2 separate regions of the Hordeum vulgare genome follow, and region 2 is linked to region 1. A link is a contact called in public Hi-C data. All regions are on one chromosome and are shown on one strand. The core of a region is the stretch at or near the end of the contact, and the rest is flanking DNA. Distances in the headings are between cores, read along the strand shown.

Region 1 (6,901 bases), core at 2,461-4,960:
CTTGCCTCCAAAGTATAAGTGGGCGGCAAAGAAGTGGCTCCGGGACACAACTTCCAAGCACTAGCCACTCCTCAGTGAAGAAAGGAAGCCTTGTGTCAAGGAGAAACAGAACTCTCGCTGTTTCTTGTATTCACCGTACCGTAGGAAGAAGTATCCAAGGTAATCAAAATCGATTGGGGATACCCTTGCCTGCAATTAGATTACAGCACATATTTTGTTATGACAGTTGCATGGCACTCTTCCTATGTGCTAAAAGTAGATTAATGGTGTTTACCTGAATGAGTGCCCACAATGCCCAGTAGACGTGCGATGCCAATCTGAAGGTGTTTGTTTCAGTATAAAGGGCATCCAGATTCTGCTCTTGGACCTTCGGTAAAAGGACAGTCAGATTGTTATGGTGAAAGTATATTACGCGAGAATTATCTATGTTCTGCTATTCGAGGAAGACACTTGTTTTCTCAGTAGCACTCTGAATGTCTTCCTACCTTGTATTGTATGGATGCCAAGTATCCTACTTTTCTCATAAAAAGATGCAAATCATCTTTAACTTATAAGATGTAAAGTACATGTAGCACATGACCTGGTGTTTTTCTATTTAATTCCAAAATGAGAAACAAAGCTACTCTTAGAATGAGCACCATCTAAGTTACAGTAGTGGGCACTTATGAATATCTTTCTTTCCACGGAGACAAAACCTGCACAACCTATGAATACCTTTCAGTTGGTTTTGCCCAGAGAAGATAATGTATTGAATTCACATACCTCACTTGGTCTATCGGATAGATAATTCCTGAAGAAATGGTACTGTGCATCTTTATCTGGGTACCTAAATGAAGCAACAAAATAAACATTAGTACTAGGCAAGAGCAAAGACCAAAGCTCCATTGGACTATTCAACCAGCAAGAAGAGAACGTACAAGTTATAGTCACAATCAAAGCCCGCGTACTCATTGAAATGGTTTGCGATGTCGTAGCCACGGTAGCTATATGATCCATATTCAAAATCAATGAAATAGAGCTTCTCTGCAAAACAAAAAAGGGAAGACAATATTACAACAAACAGAGAGACAATCTAAGCCTTTGCAAAACGGGCAAAAGGAAAGCTTAAGTATGAAAGCATAATGTACTAAACAATCAAGAGAAGGTGACAAGCTAATGTGATATTTACCTTCCAAATCATTTAGCATCAGATTACCCGATAGCAAGTCATTGTGTGCAAAAACGACAGGAGCATGCAAAAGATCGGAGAGATCCTATAAGAGGACAGCAAGACATTATATTCACGGATACCAATTTAGCAAACAGTCATGTAGCCATTTGATTGAATGATTGTGCTATAGGATTAATCTAATAGCATGAATACGTAATATGCCTTTGTGACAAAGCCAAATTAGAAAGAAAAAAACTCCCTCTGTAAACTAATATAAGGCTGTTTAGATCAATAAAATGGTGATCTAAACGGTCTTATATTAGTTTACAGAGGGAGTACTCCTTTAGGAATATGAAACTGAAGTGCACTCAAATTGCTGCAGTGGTCAATAGTACATGACGGTAAGTCTTATAACAAAGTACCTTAAGTTCTTTAACTTCATCTTGTATTTCTCTAAAAGAGATCGTCTCATACCTCTTCTGCTTCTCGTTATCTTCAAACTTCAATACGGAAGCTAAGATAAATAGTTCACAGCACACAACAACATTACGTAATGTCATTCATGATGAGACTGAAATAAAAGTAACCAATTCCAAAATGAAATATCCAAAACAAATTCGGGGTTGGGAATGTAACCTTTTTTCAAAAACTTGAATATGTCATTCCACAACTGTGGTTCTTTTGATCCCGGTATATCTACTTGATGAAATTTCTGTAGCTGCTTGGCAATTTCAGCAGCTATTCTAGGTTCCTTCATGTCTGAAAAACAGAACAAGGGAAATAAACACACTATTTGCAGAAGCATTTATCGCAGACTCTCCAGTCTCTACACACCTATGGGTGCAAAATAACAACCACTGAGTATATACCTAAAACCACAGATCACTTCAAATTACCGTGTGAAAAGATAGAAAATGAGAAAAGATAAATCGCTCCATTAAGTAGACAATGAAATCACCCATTTGTATTGTGCAGAATATAAAAATGCCTACCTGAAGGTGTTAGTGTCCTAGCATGGATGAATGACGAAACCACTCCATTCTCAAATACTCCAAGTAACCGAGCCCCAAACCCTGCAGCTGAGAGATATGGTATGGCCTAACCATGATTGTAATAGATGTATGCATTAGGAAACAGTTCAGCCCCAAAAATGACAACAGAATACTCGGTTTACTTGACAACTTAGTTTTATGTAACAATGAGGTACTTCGAGTGTTATGGCATAGGTACTATTTCTATGGAAGGAAATGACCATTGCATTTCAGAAATTTTAAACTGAACCACAACTAAGAAAGCACCAACAAATAAACCAATACTGTAATGGACAATCAATCACAGGAACACTACAGAATGCAGGTAAATATTACTACATGCCAGTAGCACAAACAATTTTCATACACTATGATTGAAACTCTCACCTGCAATTCCCTCTCCCGATCAATCACCAAGTCTGTATTTGGGCCATACAGCCGAACAGTCACAGAAGACTGACTATCCGTGCCTTCTTTGACAGATACTTTCAGCACTGCAGGTCATGAACATCACGAACAATATAAGATAATCATTTAGGTATTATTGCTGTATCTATGATTCACAAGTAAATTATGTACAGTTGCTCATAGAAACGGTTATTATTTCATAACGCCTCTAAAATAATGGGTCCTGAACTCCGGATGCAATGATAGTAGGAGTGTTTTCGAAGCAGAAATGAGTGCAAAACACTGATGATAAAGAGTGTATGGTCTCAAAAAGGCTGCCAGATGCAATCAAGTTCTAGTGCCACATCTGAAACGATGAGCAAAGTGTGGCAGCAAGCAAACATTAAAGTGCAGTCATTAAGTTATGGCATGGTCTGTGTGGACAATTCAAGCAACTGCCTTGCCTAAGAATTACTATAATTACATAGCCTCTGTTTTTTTCCTCTTTCAAGCATGCTCAGGTAGTCATGTGAGGGAGATGGATCAGGAGCCAGGACAGTGCCGCAAGCCATGCCACTGGCAAGGAGCAGAACTCACACAGGTTGGTGATACCGCCGGACACCGTCGAGATGGAGAAGCACGAGCTGTCCAGGGACGACCACCCCTTCACCAACTCCTTGCAGAGATCTCTGGAGAAGCAAGCAACCTTATTATATTAGAAAAACAAAACGGGAAGCGGGGAAATAATCAGGGGCAGCGGCGCCTGTCGCTCTCTACTAGGCATTTCTCCAAACACCGTCAGTTCATACACCCGCGCGCGCAGAAGCAAAATGGGGAGAGGGGTCAGGGGACTTGCATGACGCGGGGGGTCATCTCGGGGAGCGGCAGCGAGATGTCGACCGCGGCGGCCGACGTGGGCACCTCCGCCGGCGCCGCCCTCGTCTTCTCCTCGCCGCCGCCGCCGGCACCGCCGGCGACCCCGCTCCAGCTCCGGCCATCCGATCCCATGTCCCTCGCTTCCGGGCGATCCTTTCGCTCGCGCGAGGAAGCTCGTTGTCGCGGGGCTATTCTGGTGGGAGCCTCAAGGCGATTCGGTGCCGATGCGATGCGATGCGATCGGAGAGGGACGGAAGTGTGGTGGAGGAATGCGGGGCCTCGAACAGAGGACACCATTTATAGGGCCCAGTCGCCACCCGCCGCGTGGCGGGGGAGGCCAGGAGGGGCCGCCCACGTCAGCTGATGCCCAGGCCCCACCGACCTACCCACCGGGTAGGGTGCCCGTGGCGGCAATCGCGTGGTCCCTGGGATGGGACAGCGACGGGCTTTTGTGTGGCGTGATGGACGGTGAGGATTCGGTGGCTTGTACGGGCCCGCTCAACAGTCACGTGATGGGGGGCCCTCCTCCCTTTGTCTGTTGCTCACTGTCGCTGGGGCTGTCTGGATTTGGGGCGATGCCGGCTCTGTTTTTCTCTCGAGATATTTTGGATGGATGGTGATTTTGTTAGACCATCTCCAACACGCGCCATACAAGCGTCACACCGTAAAAAAAGCAGTTTTAGCGCGCGCGCAACGCGGCTGGCAGCTCCAGCGGGCGCGCGCCATTTCCAGTTCAGCTCGCTGACCGAAACGCAATCCCGCGCCCCTTATTTGCTGCGCCGGCTCCCGCACCCGCGACTCTCCCGCGCTCGCTCCCCCCATCCGGCCGCGCCGCCGCCGCCGCTCGCGCCCCCGCGATCGTTCAGCGCTTCCCTCGCCTATCCCCGCGCCGCCGTCGTCGCCCGCGCCCGCCGGCGGCCACTCAGGCGCTTCCCCGGCCTGTCTCCGCTGCGGGCGCCGCCCGCGCCCCCCGGCGACCGTTCAGGCGCTTCCCCGGCCTCCCCGCACCGCCGCGCTTCCGCCCCACCCCCTCCTAGTCCGGCCGGCCCTCGCGCACCTCCGACGTCCGAGGAACAGCGCCCGAGAGCTCGCTGCCGCGCCGCGCCCGCAAGGTGTTCGACAAAACGCCTACAAGGTAAGTATTGCTCCAAACTTATGAATTTGGTGCATGTTTTGAATGGTAGTTTTTATAGTATAGTATTGAACATTGTAGATGAGTTCGTCGTATGATTCTTCCGAAGAAGAATTTGATATGGAAGAGGAGGAGGATCTTGCAATGATCATAGCTATGCATATCAATAAAAAACCGAAGCACGGTGGTTCGGTTATGGGTCGGGAGAAAATTTGGAGAGATAGGATTGATGCCCATAACAGATTGATGAAGAACTATTTCGTGGAGAATCCCACATACCCGTAGTCGTATTTTCGTCGCCGGTTTAGGATGAGCACAGACTTGTTCAAGCGCATTGCAGAGAAACTAGCGAGCCATGACCGGTTTTTTCAGCAAAGGAGGAATGCCGCCGGAGAGCTCGGGCATAGCACCTTTCTGAAGGTGACAGCCGCATTGCGTATGTTGGCAAACAGTATCCCGGCTGATCTAGTTGATGATCACTTGGCTATGGGTGAGAGTCAAGCCATCATGTGTGTCAAGTGCTTTGCAGTGGGAATTGTGCAAGTGTTTAGCGAGGAGTATTTGAGATCTCCCACTGCTGAAGACGTCGCAAGGCTATTGGCGATGAACAAGGCTCGCGGCTGTCCTGGCATGCTTGGCTCAATAGATTGCATGCATTGGAGTTGGAAGAATTGTCCAAAGGCATGGCATGGGCAATTCCACGGCCAAAAAAAGGGCTCCACTATAATCCTTGAAGCGGTGGCCGATCAGGAGACTTGGATTTGGCATGCATTCTTTGGAATGCCTGGATCTTTAAATGATATCAATGGTGTCAACCGGTCACCACTGATGAATAAGATTGCAGATGGTGAGTTGCCACCGGTGCAGTTTGTAGCAAATGGTCGTACGTACAACTATGGCTATTATCTAGCGGATGGCATATATCCAAAGTGGCAAACCTTTGTGAAGCCGTTGAAAAAGCCGGAAGGTAAGAAAAATCTTGATTTCCACAATGCTCAGGCAGCTGCTAGAAAAGATGTGGAGAGAGCATTTGGGATTTTGCAAGCCCAATTTGCTATTGTGAGAGGACCGGCTAGATTCTGAGATCAAAAAATGCTTTGGTACATCATGCACGCTTGTGTGATCATGCACAACATGATCATCGAGAATGAGCGTGGCCAAGATTTAGATTACTTACAGTATGAGCTCTTGGGACATCCCGTGCGAGTGCGACGGAGGGCTGAAAGGGTAGCCCGTTTTGTTGCCTCCTATCATGTCATTCGGCGTCCCGCAACGCACAATGATCTTCAGAAGGATCTGATTGAAGAGTGGTGGGCATGGCATGGACGACAAAGAGCATGATTTGGTTGTGTTTATTGCATTATTTGTATTGTATTGTTCATGAACTATTGGTTGTGTTTATTGCATTATTTGTTGTACTGAAGGATAAACTATTTGTTTGAGTTGTAATGACTATTTATTGTTGATTTATTTTGCTTGTTTGATCGTTTTTGCTCCTATTTTTTGAAATGTATATGTGGTTTGTGCGTGCTGCGCGCGCTGCATTTTTGGGCACTGCTGGAGCGGCGCTCGCGCGCTGCATTGTAACGCGGCTGTTGGAGCCAGCGCCTATCCCCGCGCTAAACCAGCCGAAGCGCGCGCGGCAAACACATTTTTGTTAGAATTATGCCCTAGAGGCAATAATAAATATAGTTATTATTATAATTCCTGTATCGAGATAATCGTTTATTATCCATGCTATAATTGTATTGAATGAAGACTTAAATACATGTGCCGATACATAGACAAAACACTGTCCCTAGCAAGCCTCTAGTTGGCTAGCCAGTTGATCAAAGATAGTCAGTGTCTTCTGATTATGAACAAGGTGTTGTTGCTTGATAACTGGATCACGTCATTAGGAGAATCACGTGATGGACTAGACCCAAACTAATAGACGTAGCATGTTGATCGTGTCATTTTGTTGCTACTGTTTTCTGCGTGTTAAGTATTTGTTCCTATGATCATGAGACCATATAACTCACTGAGACCGGAGGAATACTTTGTGTGTATCAAACGTCGGAACGTAACTGGGTGACTATAAAGATGCTCTACAGGTATCTACGAAGGTGTTCGTTGAGTTAGTATGGATCGAGACAAGGATTTGTCACTCCGTGTGACGGAGAGGTATCTCGGGGCCCACTCGGTAATACAACATCACACACAAGCCTTGCAAGCAATGTGACTTAATGTAAGTTGCGGGATCTTGTATTACGGAACGAGTAAAGAGACTTGCCGGTAAACGAGATTGAAATAGGTATACGGATACTGACGATCGAATCTCGGGCA
Region 2 (6,664 bases), core at 445-2,944, 660 kb after region 1:
CTGCTTTTTAGCACTGATATGCCTTTTTCTTTTTTAATTATTGTCTCATTACTTATACTGCATCAAATATACATGATCACAAACGATTTCTGCCATAAATTTTATATAGCAATAAAGTAGCATGTTCTCATTGACTTGTAATGTAATATCAAGGCTACAAAACATCAAGGTAAAAAAATTCACTAGAAAACTTGACATCACAACATTTTAAACCTGGCACCGTCATTGTTTTCACATAGTCTATATATAGTAGAAAAGAATATATTTCTATGAAGAATTACATTGTTGGACCATCCTCCATGTTAAGCTGGATCCGTCACTGGTCGTTGGTCATCAGGCACCGGACGCGCATCAATGCAATGCAGGTCGCATGGCGTATAGAAGATCACTCACTCACTCGATCAGTTATTCCGTAGTGCTTGCTCCCTCTTTTCTACTCTCTCCATTTTAAATATGTATTTATTAAATTCTACTATGAACTACATACAGATGTATATAAACATATTTTAAAGATCTTATATTTAGAAACGAAGAAAGTACTATATAAACACCAATTTCTGAACAATGTTTTCTGGGAGTGTTCTCCCAGAGAATGCTCAAATTGTCATGCAGTTTTAACTAAAGATGTCAGGACGACTTTACAGGACTTGTCATGATCGAAAGAGACAATTGCCATGTAATTTAAAAAATGCCAACGATTTAAAACCTTTTTAACATCTGCTACAGGACTCGCCACGATCAAAAGTGAAAATGGCCATGAAACATAAAAAATGCCAATGATTTATAACTTTTTTGTCATCCGCATGATTTGAATCCAACAGCTGTGGGGTCTTCTCTAAGGTTGGTTGTAATGGGGAGTATCATATACTTCATCCTGCGTATTTGGGTGCCCTAACCCGTTACCCGGACCCGAACCGAACCGAATTACCTGAATTGTCGGGTAATACGGATATCGGGTTAGGCTTCGGTTCTCATTTCTTGGCTATTTGGTTTTCGGGTTCGGGTTTTGGTTTCAGTCTAAAAAATCCGAAATACCCATACTACCCGAATTATTCATACTAGCCAAATTTTATTCATCATATTATTACACTCTCATACTAGCCAAATTATTCATACTAGCTAAAATACTCATATTATCCGAAATACTTGTACTATCCAAATAATTCATACCAAAAATTGATGTGTGCTCAGAATGTTTTGGGTTTTTTTGGTACCTGAATTACACGATCCAAACTTTTGGGTAATTTTTGTTCGAATATTTTTTTTAACAGATACTATTGTGCGAATATTTATTATCATGCGTGACACATAGTAGCACGTCATTTAATATGATACGATATCATGATATGATACTCAATCTTTTTTTTATTATTTAATTCTATGTCGCTTCATTAAAATTGCCTACTTGACATGCATAATACTACCTACAATTATACCTGACCATACCTCGGACCGGGCCGGGCTTGACAAAGCCCATAGCAAAAAAACCAGGCCCAAGCCTGGCCTAGCCCGACTGTCGGGCCTAGATTTGAGGCCCAAGCCTGACCCATCAGAGCAAAATCCCATTGGGCCTCGGACCAGGCCCTTCCCTAAATTGCAAAAAAGACAGGCCCAAGCCCAACCCGACGCAGCTATCGGGCCTAGATCTCAGGCCAAGGCCCAGCCCATGGGCATGGTCAGGCCGGGTCGGGGGTCAAGCTTTTTCGGGCCCGCCGGGCCGGGTATCCCATATCAGGTATACCTATGATACACACATTACTAAGACCTTCCCAGGAAGGTTCCTGGTTAACATTTCCCATCTTTCTTCTCATTTCCCGCACTCCATCACAGAAGATCGCATTCCCAAAGAAGAAAGTGTCAATATACCGGAGTTCATTATCAGCCGGAGTTTATTATCAGCAGCCGATAGGCACAGATGCACACATGAATGAATGCCCGGAAGATTTACATTCAGAGTGGCACCCTCCGGCCCTTGTGTACATATGCTTTAGCATTTGATACGTAACTACCTAAAACTATACTGTGTACATGTATATCAGTATCTGAAATTTAACCAACTCTTTACCCTGCCTCTTTCCTTCTCCTTTTGGATACAGCAGCCTTCCTTTACTTTCTTTTTTGTTAATAATATATAAATGGCACTAACTACCCTCCCCTAATAGGCTGTTCTTCTTTATACTATGTACAGTTCCAGATCAGGAAGAGAGAGAGGTCAGTTTGCTTTGCTTCTGTGCAAAAAATTCCTTCTTCTTTACCAGTGCCTAACGCTATGCAGATCAGAAGAATCAATGCTTCTTCCCATCAGAAGTACTCCTTGTGGAAATGGAACCGAGTCGACGTCTTGTGGCTCATCTCGTGCGAAAGGTTCTTCAGTTCTATGGCCAGCGTCGGCGCGCCACAGTAGAATACTCCTGCACGAATCAGAATGATCCTTGGTGAGCAAGTGAATGCGTAGAGTCGATCGATGGACATTGCTTGATTTTAGGAATTTTGTTGCTGACATCAAGCGATGCAAATGGATAGCCTGTTTGAGCGAAAAACCATACCGACTGTTGAATTCGGTTGCTTAGCGGCAATTTTGGTGAAGACTTCCTTCCAGTTTGGTCTGGCAAAGTGTGTCCTCACCTGTCAAGTGCACAACATATGTTTCAGTTTGCAGGCAGGCAGACATAAAAACACAAATTAATCATCAGATAGTTTGTGCGTCGGTTCTTCTTCAGAGGAAAGGAAGCTCTCCATTTATTTTTATTATTTATATACTTGATTGAAGACGTGCCTATATGGTGAATATTGTGATCCATCAACTGAAAGAAAGCAAGTTTACCCTGGTGCCCGAGACGATGTCAACGCCATGTTTGGCATGATTCAGAGCTTGGACCATTGACAACAGAGTTGTTCGTGCATCACGCTCCTCGTACACGCTCGTAAGATAATTGTGCAACTCTATGACACCCTGGTTAAGATTGCATCATGAGTAGTTCATCAGTAAAGCACAAAAGATTGCTTGGGTGGTCTGTGAAATGAAGGCATGGAGGGATCGCACTGTGGCACAATAAACTCCTACCTTCTTGTCCATTTCAGCAACCTCATCCATCACTCCTTTGAACCATTCAAATGACATCGGCTCGCGAGTAACCCAGTAAAAATGTGCACGGCTTGTTCTATATGATCTCTTCCTGTTGCTACTAGCTGTTGAGACGCTGAAGCTGTTGGCACTGTCGTCCGACCTACTAGTTTGAGTAGTCTCCATTGCCAAGTCCTAACAGTTCCAGAAAATTAGGTAAGCTATAGGAGAAAGCATCTCAGGAAACTGTCAAAATGCGAACAAAATAGGCTGAAGCAAATATATACCATTAACTCGTCAGCTAGCTTAATATTGTTAAGCAGGTCCTTCAGAATGCTTATGAAGGGTGTTGCTCCGATTCCGAGGCCAACTAGAAGTAGAACATCATAGTTTCTGAAATCCTGTGCAGGGGCGCCATATGGACCATCTACAAGCAATTTTGGTGGGGGGCTGGTTCTTGGTTCTGCCGCACCTAACTCGCTGAATGAAGTTCTTCTGTTAAGGTGCGGCGGGAAGTAGTTCTCGACAAATATGCGCTTGAGCTCTTGCGTCCAGTCTCCATTTGTGCGAATGTGAACAGTTAGGTAGTCATCTCCAGGAGCAGAAGTTATGGAGAAAGGATGCCTGAACAAGAAAAACAGAGCAGAAGCAGGTGAATTGCTGTGCTAAAAACTAGGGTAAGTAGAGAAGCAAAAGAAGGCTATACGCACCATTCAAATGGAGAGATAATCGGACACTGAAGAAAGATATATTGTCCACTCCTGTATCGAAATCCGTAGGGCTTTGACATTTTTATTGTCAGTACACTTCCAGGTAGAAGCAACACCTGAGTGAATCAAATTTCTATAAGAACATGCACTTGGTTTACCTAGTTTCATGCCTGTGAACATATTTCTAATAAATGGATGAATGTTCTGCATACAGCATTTCCTATACAGTAAAAAGTCTGAAACTCATAAATCAGGTTGCCTAACGCAACGAAGAATCGACGTGTTCTTATTCATGTCAGTACTAATGATTAAAGGCCTGTTCGGCTGTTCACCAGCTCCACGGATCCACGGAGCATCTATTTCTCAACTCCAATATTTTAGCCTGTAGCTCCGTCAGCTCCGGGAGCTGAGTGTGGAGCGGAGGGACTCCGAACACCCCCTAAATCTACTGATTCATAGAAAAAACATATATATGATACTAAGACAGGCAGAAGAGCACCCAGTGGAGAATAAACTAATCAACAATCAACCCAAAATCATGGACATTTTATAAAAGGAAGTTATTAGAAAGGGACATGCAATTTGAGGACAGAAATGCTCGAGTAGAGGCTATATTCTACTGCAGATGTAATAGTAGTGGCAATATCATCTGTCCCACAAGACTACACAACATTGACAATTTTCCAGAATTAGTTCCAGATGTTGATGGAACTGTTTTAGTCTTGTCACACCAACCAATCCATTAATATTAGTGCTATGTGTCAATGTGTGTGAAGGCACTAGTTGCCTGAAGACCAGGTTCACTTATGCAAAAGTTCAGTACTAGTACATACTTATCATAGTAGTGGCACATCTTCTTTTGATCGTTTTTTTTTATATGGATAAAAGATAGTGATGGATCAAAGAAAGCTCAATTAATTTGCCTACTTACCTTGAGGATTTGGACAGGGTGGGCGTTCGACCGCAAGGCCCGCAGCATCCTCTCGCCAACATAGAGCACCAGAGGGACAGAGATGTACATCCATGTCTGAAAAACACGAGGAGACAAATCACACCATGTCAGCAGGCTGCCACGATGATCATCAACGCAAACACTGAATGCTCCAAACAAGGGCCAGCCGTTGCAATGATTGAACGTGGTGCAGAAGTCATGGAGGATTAAGGCACCGCTGTTTTCCACATGACACCGCTTCGAGTAGAAATTCGCACATGGTAATGCTCCAAACGAGACGGGATAGTAGACAATAGGTGCCCCAGGATATTATTTAGATTTAGAAGAAGAAGAAAAAAGATCAAGCCACTCGAGCAGGCAGCTGTCAGATTCCTTGGTGCTTCTAGAACTGCGCGGCAGGGCTAGTTTAAAAACCCGAGCCGTTTTATCCCCAACGTTGATATAGTATTGGTAGAATTCAGCTTAGCAAACATGTAGTAGTGGGCTTGTACAACTAGCAAGAACGTGCGGGGCATGGGATTCCTCTCTGACATCTGAACCTTCTTAGTACCAACCAGTGCGCAAATGGCACTCACGTACCTGCAGTAAAAAATCCTACTACCCCATGCGTCCCAAACTGGTTTAACCTGCCACTGACTCTCAATCTAGCAGAGAAGAACTCAGAAAACCCGCAAAATAAAAAAAGAGAGAAAAATTCAGAGAAGCACATCGGCAAAGGCATCTGGAGATCGCAAAGCGCATCAGAGAACGCCGATCGCAGCTGCAGCGGCGCATGGCTCCCACTACAAAAATGCCCAGCGGAAAGGGAAAAAAAGAGAGGAAAAGCAGTTCGTGAGACCCCGTGCCGACTGCAGCCCGATGGATGGATGGATTGCGCGGGAAGTTTCACCGTCACGCGATTCGAGGCCTCCCTCTGTCCGTCATCGCTCCGTTCCTCTTTTGCCTTTCACTAGACAGCCTCTTTAATCGGATCCGATCCCTAGAGAGATGCCACCCCCACCCCCATCCCCACCCCCACCCCATGGCCATGACCATCCGCGTCCCCTGCCCTTTTACAACTCAGCCCCCTCCCGTTGGCCCCGGAGGCACGGCAATGATTTTGAGACGCTGCCACATGCGATGCCAGCACGTACAACGAGCCATCCTCGCCTACATTCACATTTTGCCATTGCTCTCGAGTGGGGGTCACTGGTCACGTACAAGCATCACACCCGTTCACAAAGCAAAGCCACCAGGGGAAAAAGAGTACTTAATCTTATCCTGCTACTAGCGATAATTCAGGGTTGGGTGAGACGGAGGGCAATGGGCACCGAGCAAGCCAAAAATTAGTGGCGTGCGTGACGGGAGAAAGGTGCGAGGCAGCAGCATCCACATGTCTCCATGGACGGGAGTGAGGAGTTCGTGGCAAATGTGGGATGGAGGAAAGGAAAGCGGCACGCACCGGCCGGTCGGTTCGTCGCGTCGTCGCGGTTGGTGAGGGGGGAATATACTACTATCTTTGTGCGCCATGTGACTGGGGGTCAAAGCTAATGGCGCCTTTGACAATGTGGCACTCCAGATATGGACGAAAGGAAGAAAAATAAGGAAAAGCAGCAGTACTACTGCTTGTCAGTACTAGTACTCCCCCCGTCCCAAAATTCTTGTCTTAAATTTGTTTAGATATGAATGTATCTAGTCAAGTTTTAGTATTTGGATACATCCATTTCTAAACAAAACTAAGACAAGAATTTTGGGATGGAGAGGGAAGAAGGAAAAAAAAGAGGGGGCGAAGTTTCCCGGGTAATTCATCGTCGTAAGCTTAAAGGCGAAGGCAGAGTTGATCATCGACCGATCGATCACTTGCAGATTTGGGCCTGGTGGATCTCATCTCATTATGTGAGGCGGTGGTAATTAAGATGGTCGTGAGGAGTTTGTGACCGCCTCTAGCTCGTGCAGGGT

What was found. A called contact is a pair of places that touch in the nucleus more often than the background predicts.
Region 2: a contact with region 1 is called in a Hi-C map of leaf, with 2.5 times the contacts expected there. The contact joins the enhancer-like site here to the promoter of LOC123397538 in region 1. A contact is called at or near these places in 2 of 6 Hi-C or Micro-C datasets (leaf and seedling).

Annotation. Positions count from the first base shown.
Region 1 is chr5H:432,721,045-432,727,945 of MorexV3_pseudomolecules_assembly, forward strand. LOC123397538 (probable ethanolamine kinase) reads right to left here and starts at 3,711. Exons shown (of 11, transcript XM_045092065.1): 1 at 3,425-3,711; 2 at 3,166-3,257; 3 at 2,569-2,675; 4 at 2,143-2,248; 5 at 1,787-1,909; 6 at 1,573-1,664; 7 at 1,169-1,253; 8 at 918-1,023; 9 at 763-826; 10 at 275-367; 11 at 1-189. The coding sequence starts at 3,576. The coding sequence ends at 61. It overlaps LOC123396828, which reads left to right and starts at 4,874. Exons shown (of 3, transcript XM_045091634.1): 1 at 4,874-5,340. The coding sequence starts at 4,874.
Region 2 is chr5H:433,381,442-433,388,105 of MorexV3_pseudomolecules_assembly, forward strand. It overlaps LOC123397563 (respiratory burst oxidase homolog protein E-like), which reads right to left. Exons shown (of 13, transcript XM_045092096.1): 7 at 4,706-4,801; 8 at 3,775-3,890; 9 at 3,352-3,688; 10 at 3,065-3,259; 11 at 2,825-2,953; 12 at 2,547-2,625; 13 at 1,852-2,411. The coding sequence ends at 2,302. Among protein-coding and RNA genes, the nearest start is that of LOC123397563, 8.2 kb to the right of the region's middle. Within about 2 kb of position 1,695, at least 3 of the 3 cell types and tissues checked have open chromatin away from gene starts, as enhancers often do. A contact at or near this core is called in leaf and seedling, where this site is marked.